2 separate regions of the Zea mays genome follow, and region 1 is linked to region 2. A link is a contact called in public Hi-C data. All regions are on one chromosome and are shown on one strand. The core of a region is the stretch at or near the end of the contact, and the rest is flanking DNA. Distances in the headings are between cores, read along the strand shown.

The links. A called contact is a pair of places that touch in the nucleus more often than the background predicts.
Region 1: a contact with region 2 is called in a Hi-C map of leaf, with 2.5 times the contacts expected there. The contact joins two enhancer-like sites.

The regions. Positions count from the first base shown.
Region 1 is chr4:227,484,730-227,488,136 of Zm-B73-REFERENCE-NAM-5.0, forward strand. No RefSeq gene overlaps it. Among protein-coding and RNA genes, the nearest start is that of LOC100285616, 31 kb to the right of the region's middle. Within about 2 kb of position 1,307, at least 17 of the 20 cell types and tissues checked have an H3K27ac peak or open chromatin away from gene starts, as enhancers often do. A contact at or near this core is called in leaf, where this site is marked.
Region 2 is chr4:227,302,275-227,305,763 of Zm-B73-REFERENCE-NAM-5.0, forward strand. No RefSeq gene overlaps it. Among protein-coding and RNA genes, the nearest start is that of LOC100278412, 34 kb to the left of the region's middle. Within about 2 kb of position 1,732, at least 6 of the 20 cell types and tissues checked have an H3K27ac peak or open chromatin away from gene starts, as enhancers often do. A contact at or near this core is called in leaf, where this site is marked.

The DNA.
Region 1 (3,407 bases), core at 57-2,556, 180 kb after region 2:
CGTAAGTCACTACTGACCGGCCATGAATTCTTGTGCGCTAGGACGACGGTCGTTGCTGACGTTGTGTGAGTGTCCTCGAACAAGATTTATGTAGAAGAGTAGCACATCCGGTGGTGCAACGACTAGGTGTACTACCTCGCTGATGAGCCCGGGGTGCACTTCGTTTGGCAGCCCAGCCAAGAGTCATCGGCACTCGCCATGTCATGCGCGTTCGACGACTACTATATCAAGGACTATGGCATCATCTTGGTACCAGAGGTGACGCAGAGGAGGACCGACAACAATGACCACTCGCCATCGTCAGGGTAGCTTTTGTGCCGGCCTGCCTTTAATTCTCTTCGCAAACACATACACTTGTTTTTTTGTTTAAGCAAGCGTGTATGGTGGTGCGTACCTGATGACTGACAATGTACGAGAGAACTTCTACCGGCAGGTGTGACACGTGCTCTTCAATAATGAGACCATGCAAATCGTGGCATATATCAAAGTCTGCATGATACTGATGGTTGCAATGGAGTAGTGAAACAACTAAATTAAAATAACAAAATTTATGTATGGCTAGGATTACAAATGGATTATGAAATATTTTTTATAATAATATAAGACACATTTTGTATATAAGTTATTATGTTATTATATGTTCCCGTTGCAACGCACGGGTACTCACCTAGTAGATAATTAGGGCTAGTTTGGATACACTAATTTTCTATGAAAATTGAGGAGTAGTATTAATGAGAAAATGAACTTATTTCTTACTCAATTCCCTCTAATCTCTACAGGGAATCATGAATCCAAACTGATCCTTCAAGGATAGCCTACTCCTACTTCGCACTTAATTTGATCCAGCATGCAGCATTGCAGGCTTGCAGCTCGCAGGCGCATGACAGCATGGGCAAGCCTGAACAGGACGAATAAAAACAAATGGACGATCGAGTGGCCTTCTGTGCCTCGGAGTGAGGAGTGATGATTACATACTGTATACATAGCCAATCGGAAGTCAGCACGCACAAGAGACTGAGGCGGACAAGACGAACCTGGCGACACACCCCGTATCGTATGGATCTTTAGTAACCAGGTTCCCGATAGTTGGGATCGAGGAACAAGAAGTGGTACGCGATACGCTACTAAAACTAGAATTTAACACTACTGAAATGAGATTGTTCTCACGTTCCCGGAACGGAACGAACGTTTCCGGAACGAGGAACGTGGTTAAGTTCCTAGTTCCCGGTTACTAAACTATGGATCACTGTGTCGTCGTCTAGGGCCCAGGCCTCAGCCGCACGGATAGAGACACGTGTGCCGGAGCCTGACAGCACGCTCGTGATGGCGGACAGCACGGGTGGCGGGTGGTGGGATGCAGTGCAGCCGGGACGAGGACAGGACGATGTCAATGGATGCTTTTATTTGGTAGGCCTGCCCGAGCCCGATAGAGGATTTACACTGAATTCCAATTCGAACTTGAATATTATCGAATACTAATGTAAAACGGATACCTTGAGCGTAGATATCTACATGATTTTGAAAATAATATATAATTATTCGCTTATCTATAATTTTTTATTATAATAAAAACAGATACAGATACAATATGTTTAGGATATCTGGATATCAGTCTCCATCCCTAGACGCGGTGTGAACCACGTGCATCTTCCTTGCATCAAGCTCTGTCACTGTTACTTGACCGATCAAGCAAATACGTGTATTGTTCCTTTCTTGCCGGCCATTTGGACAATCTTTATGCTCGCTTACGACTTTCGAGACTTTAACTCACTAGTGGTAGACATGTACATGTCCGAATCTTTTTCTTAGAGCTAGTTTGCCAATTACATTTTAAGGAATTTTTATTTTTCTAAAGAAAATGATCTAATTTTTCTTGGTAAAATGAAAAATTCTTTTAAAAATGGGATTACTAAACTAGCCTTTAATTTACAAAAAAAAACTAATGCAAAAATATGTTCATACAGTATAACTTATGAGTCTCCGTAATTTTTCAACTCTGTTTGGAACCTTCATGGACGTTTCTCTCTCTCTAGCTAGGTTTAGGTGAAAAATTGCCAAAAAATGTGAAAATGCATGAACTATTTCCAAAAGAATACTTTCATATTTGTATTATTCTATTCATCCTAAAATATAATTCGTTTTAGACATTTTATTTAGTGTGTATGTATGTCTATATACACTAAATAAAGTGTGTATATATGTCTAAATATAGTGTAATTCAAATTAATTAACCTATAAATATAGTGTGTATAGTTTGTATGTATATCTATATTTATTATCATTAATTCGAAAGTTCGGGTAGTTGCAAAACAAAAACGTGGGGAAACATAAGGCCTACCCCTTTACAGTACATTGAAGACGAAATGAAGACTCGTTAGCTTTTCCATGCAACTTTAACAATGTAAAAACCTTTTTTTAACAAAATCCAACTTTCACCGGTTCACCAATTAATTAGGGTAGGTACAACACTAAACTCAAGGATTGATTTTAAGTACAAAATATAGGTACAAGACTACATACACTAAACTCAATCGACCATACCCCTATATATTTATAGGGGATAAGGTCTGGACCAGTTTTTAGGGGAGATCCAACAAATTCCCATAGAATGGTTAGTATAATCACGTATGTGATAAGTACTCTTGCCTGTTTTAATCTAGTAGCAAGGACACAGACCGTCAGTGTATACCTAGATGCCAATATGATACTCAATAGATACAAAGTTTGTAATCTCAATTCACACACATTTCCTTGCACGCCACCGCTGCAGCCTTCATAGACTGAGTAGACGGTGAGAGGAGGGTTTAGATGGAAGTCAGTTAAAAAATATATCCTTCAAGATAGATAAATGGCCTATGTACGTCTAGAAACAATTCTGAAGCGCTCGAAACCCCAAAATCTTCACATGGAGTTCATGTGCCAACGCTCGACTAATTGAATCCAAATCAAGTTAAGTCATGTTTGAATGCACTAAAGTTAATAGTCTAACTAACTATTAGCTATAATCTCAACTATCCATAGTTATTAGCTGGTTTGACCCAGCTAAAATTAACTAATTGTTAGCCAGCTATTTGTTAGTCAGCTTATTCTACTAGCAACTTTTTAGCTAGGTAACTATTAGCTCTAGGCATTTAATCGGGGCCTTAAACTATCTCCAGCGGTTTAATCATCCACGTCTCCTATTTCAAACTCCACTCTACAAACAGTACATTGTACAATGCAAACATGACATGCTTGTTTGCAAGCTAAGCAACCATGTAAACATTTTAAGAGCGTGGAAGAGAAGATCCTGGCATCTCTAGATCTCATTCACTCTGATCTGTGTGAAATTAATGGAACTTTCACTAGAGCAAAGAAATATTTTATCACATTTATTGATGATTCTACTAGATATTGTTAGCTCTATC
Region 2 (3,489 bases), core at 482-2,981:
AGCGTACTCAACCAGTCCAGGGAAGTGTTCCCTGCATAGCAGGCTGAGGATGTCATTGGGGAGGCGACGATGACCCCTAGCATAATACACAACCGTCCAAGACCTGTCCAAGTGATAAATAAAAAGTATTAGTTTATATTATGATTTTGAACAAGAATGAAGAACATAAAGTTACATGCCTCTCCCCATCTGGCCGAATCAGCGGACGCCTGTCCTGAAGTATGGGACGCTGAGGCAGACTCGCGGGACCTCGTAGGTAGATGCTCCTCGAACCTGAGGCGCCAGAACCTGAGGCGATCTGCTGAGCTTCGTCGTCGTCTTGCTGCTGGTCGTCGTCGTCCTGCTGTGCCGCCTGCTGCTGGACAACATGGCCGTGAACTTGCCATCCAGCTGTTTAAAAATTATATAAAACACAAACAAAGTTAGAAAATCATGAAACTTGTCCACATGTCATAATATCATATGTAGAGGTTGTGATAAAAATTTGAGAAGGTTTCGAGAAAGTTGTGACGTACTATGTGTAGAAACCTAGGAGAACTACATTGAAACTCTATGATTTCATGTGTAGTTCTCCTAGGTTTCTACACATAGTACGTCTCAACATTCTCGAAACTTTCTCAAATTTTTATCACAGCATCTATATATGACATCATGACACGTGTATAAGTTTATGATTTTCTGACTTTGTTTGTATTTTATACAATTTTTAAACATGTGGATGGCAAGTTCACGACCATGTTTAGTGAGCATGTTGCTCGAAGTTTCTGGTCCGCTCTTGGAATCGGTCATAACTTGTGCTAAGTAGCATGGATATCATTTTTGCATGCACGGTTTTTCAAGTTTCGAGTGACCTGCAGGTCAAATCTGAATTTTTCGAAGAAATTCAAATAAACGAACTAAATCTACTACCGATTGAAAACTCTATTATAATTGTCCATAAATGATACATGTAGGTCTACATAGTGTAGGAACATACCACAAAAAGTTTGGTGGACAAACTTTAAAAAATAAAAATATGCTTTGCCGAGTGTCCACAGAAGACACTCGGTAAAGAGTACTTTGCCGAGTGCCAAATATTTGGCACTCGGCAAAGAAACCACTTTGCCGAGTGCTGACCCTCGGCCCTTGGCAAAGGCTGACGACCGTCAGCTTTAGAATGGCCGCTGACGGCCCTTTGCCGAGTGCTACCTTTGCCGAGTGTTTGCCACTCGGCAAACTTGTCTTTGCCGAGAGTTTTCCTGTGCCGAGTGTCCTGCACTCGGTAAACTAGCTTGTTATCGAGAGCGGGACTGTGCCGAGTGCGGCTCTCAGCAAAGCAACCTTTGCTGAGTGCCCGACAAAAAACACTCGGTAAAGAGGCCGACACTCGACAAAGTTCCAGATTCCGGTAGTGCTTGCACCCAAGTTAAACTCCACGGCCACCCACAAAGGGTGGAGGGATAGCGTGGTTGAGATCCCGTGCGCGCTGACTCTCTCTCCTCCCCCGTCTCTTTGCTCGACGGGGATCTCTCTACGCTTGGCAGCCATGGCAATGAGTCCACACGCTGCAATGACCAAAGGAGAAGGCCAATGTATTGATATATACGAGGGTTAGTTAGGATTTTAATAGTATGGAAATCCAGGTGATTATGTTCCCAACTCATCTCTGCATCGACGGTAAGAGGTGAACGAATGAGCTGAGCAACCGTGTCCATGTGTTGGCGACGGTTGTGCATGAAGAGGCTGCCCACAGGGGCCACCCATCAAAGTGGTGTGTCGAGCAGGCACGCACACAGTTATGGGCCGATTGGGGAGTTTCGGCCCAAGCGTTGGTTTGTCCTCTTTCTTTTTCTCTTTTCTGTTTTCATTTTATTTTCCCATTTTTTCTTATATATATATATAGTTTATATATTAAGAGCCCTGGGCTTCCAATAACTAGAGGAAGCCCAGGTCGGACGGTGCAATCCGGTCGAGCCGGACCAGGTCCGGACGTCTATAAAACAAGACCCGGAGTGTTAGGGTTCAGTTTTTCACGCTCCACCCGATTCATTAGCGACGGCGCGTGCGACGACGGCGGTTGCCCGAGAGCGTGAGCGGCGGTGGACTCCTAGCCGGTGGCCGCGGCTCCCTGACCTCGACGCGCAGTGGCAGTGGTTCCTCGATCCGGAGTAGTGGCGGCGGTTCCCAGGTCTGCGGCGGCGGCTCCCCGATCCAGAGGGCGAGCGACAGCGGGACCCTTGTGCGGGCAAGCGGCAGCGTCCCAAGGGCCCCGAGGCGGTGGCACTTCCAAGGCCGGTGAGCAAGCATCGCCCCTCGACGTGCGAGTGGCGACTGTGACGCATGAGGCGCGAGGTTCGAGCGAGTGGCGTCACGGAAGGCGTGAGGTGCGCGCAACGATGATCGCGCGTGACATCCTCCGATCCGGCGCAGTTTGGGCGACCCGAGTGACGACTTGCATTTGTGCTTGTGTCATCGACGACGTCCTCCGGCCACTACCTCATCTGATTCGTGTTTTCTTTTTAATTATTATGTTTTATGCCTACCACATGTATATTATTTACGCTAAAAACTGTATGATTTTATGCTTGAACACGGAGTTCGTATATCAGTTTGCTGCATGCATATTTTTTGCATGCACATTGAAAAGACAATTCCTTATGTTGTTCGTAATTATCATAAAAAATCAAACCGAATCACTTATGTTCGGAAATGCTAGATTCTTACGTCTGCCATAAAACCATCTCTAATTTTTGCTGGCGTTCTTAGTTGAACTGATATATTATGCTACACGGTGTAAGTATTTATGCGACGTTGTATGAGAATTTATGCTCCATGTGACTCATGTCATCCATTTTTTGCGCGCATGAACTAAAAAGGAAAATATAATCCAAAATTTACACGCATGCAATGGAAACTCACACGATTTGCCATAATTTTTGGATCTATATAAAAATAGAAATCGCATGCATGCGGCTGCCATGTTTTTCGGATCTACCATAAAAATAGGATCGTAATAATAACCTAATAGAGCTATCAACCTCTCACATTGGCTCGATATTTACGCTTATAATTGATGGATTTTATACTCAAAACTTAAGGTTTTTACGCTTCAACCTGTAGATGCGTCCACCAGTGAACAACATGCCAGATTTTTTACGCAGTATACAAAATTGCATAAATATCTACACTGTGTAGTATAATTACTATCAGTATATATCATAAACTAATTCTAATGTGTTTAGCTGCATGGCTATTGGAGGGATCTTATATTTATGAAGGAAATAAAATATTAAATATAATTTTTTGTTCCTATGCATGCAATTCATTTTCTTTCATTGTACATTCTTTCCATCATAAATTCGTGCGCATGCAGCTGCTAACAGATTTTTAGTCAGTTTACCGAATTGCATAATTATCTACACACTGTAGCATATTTAGTATCAGTATATATCATAAACTGGTCCTTACGAGTCTAGTCGCATGAGTGTTGCAGCGATCCTAAATTTATGG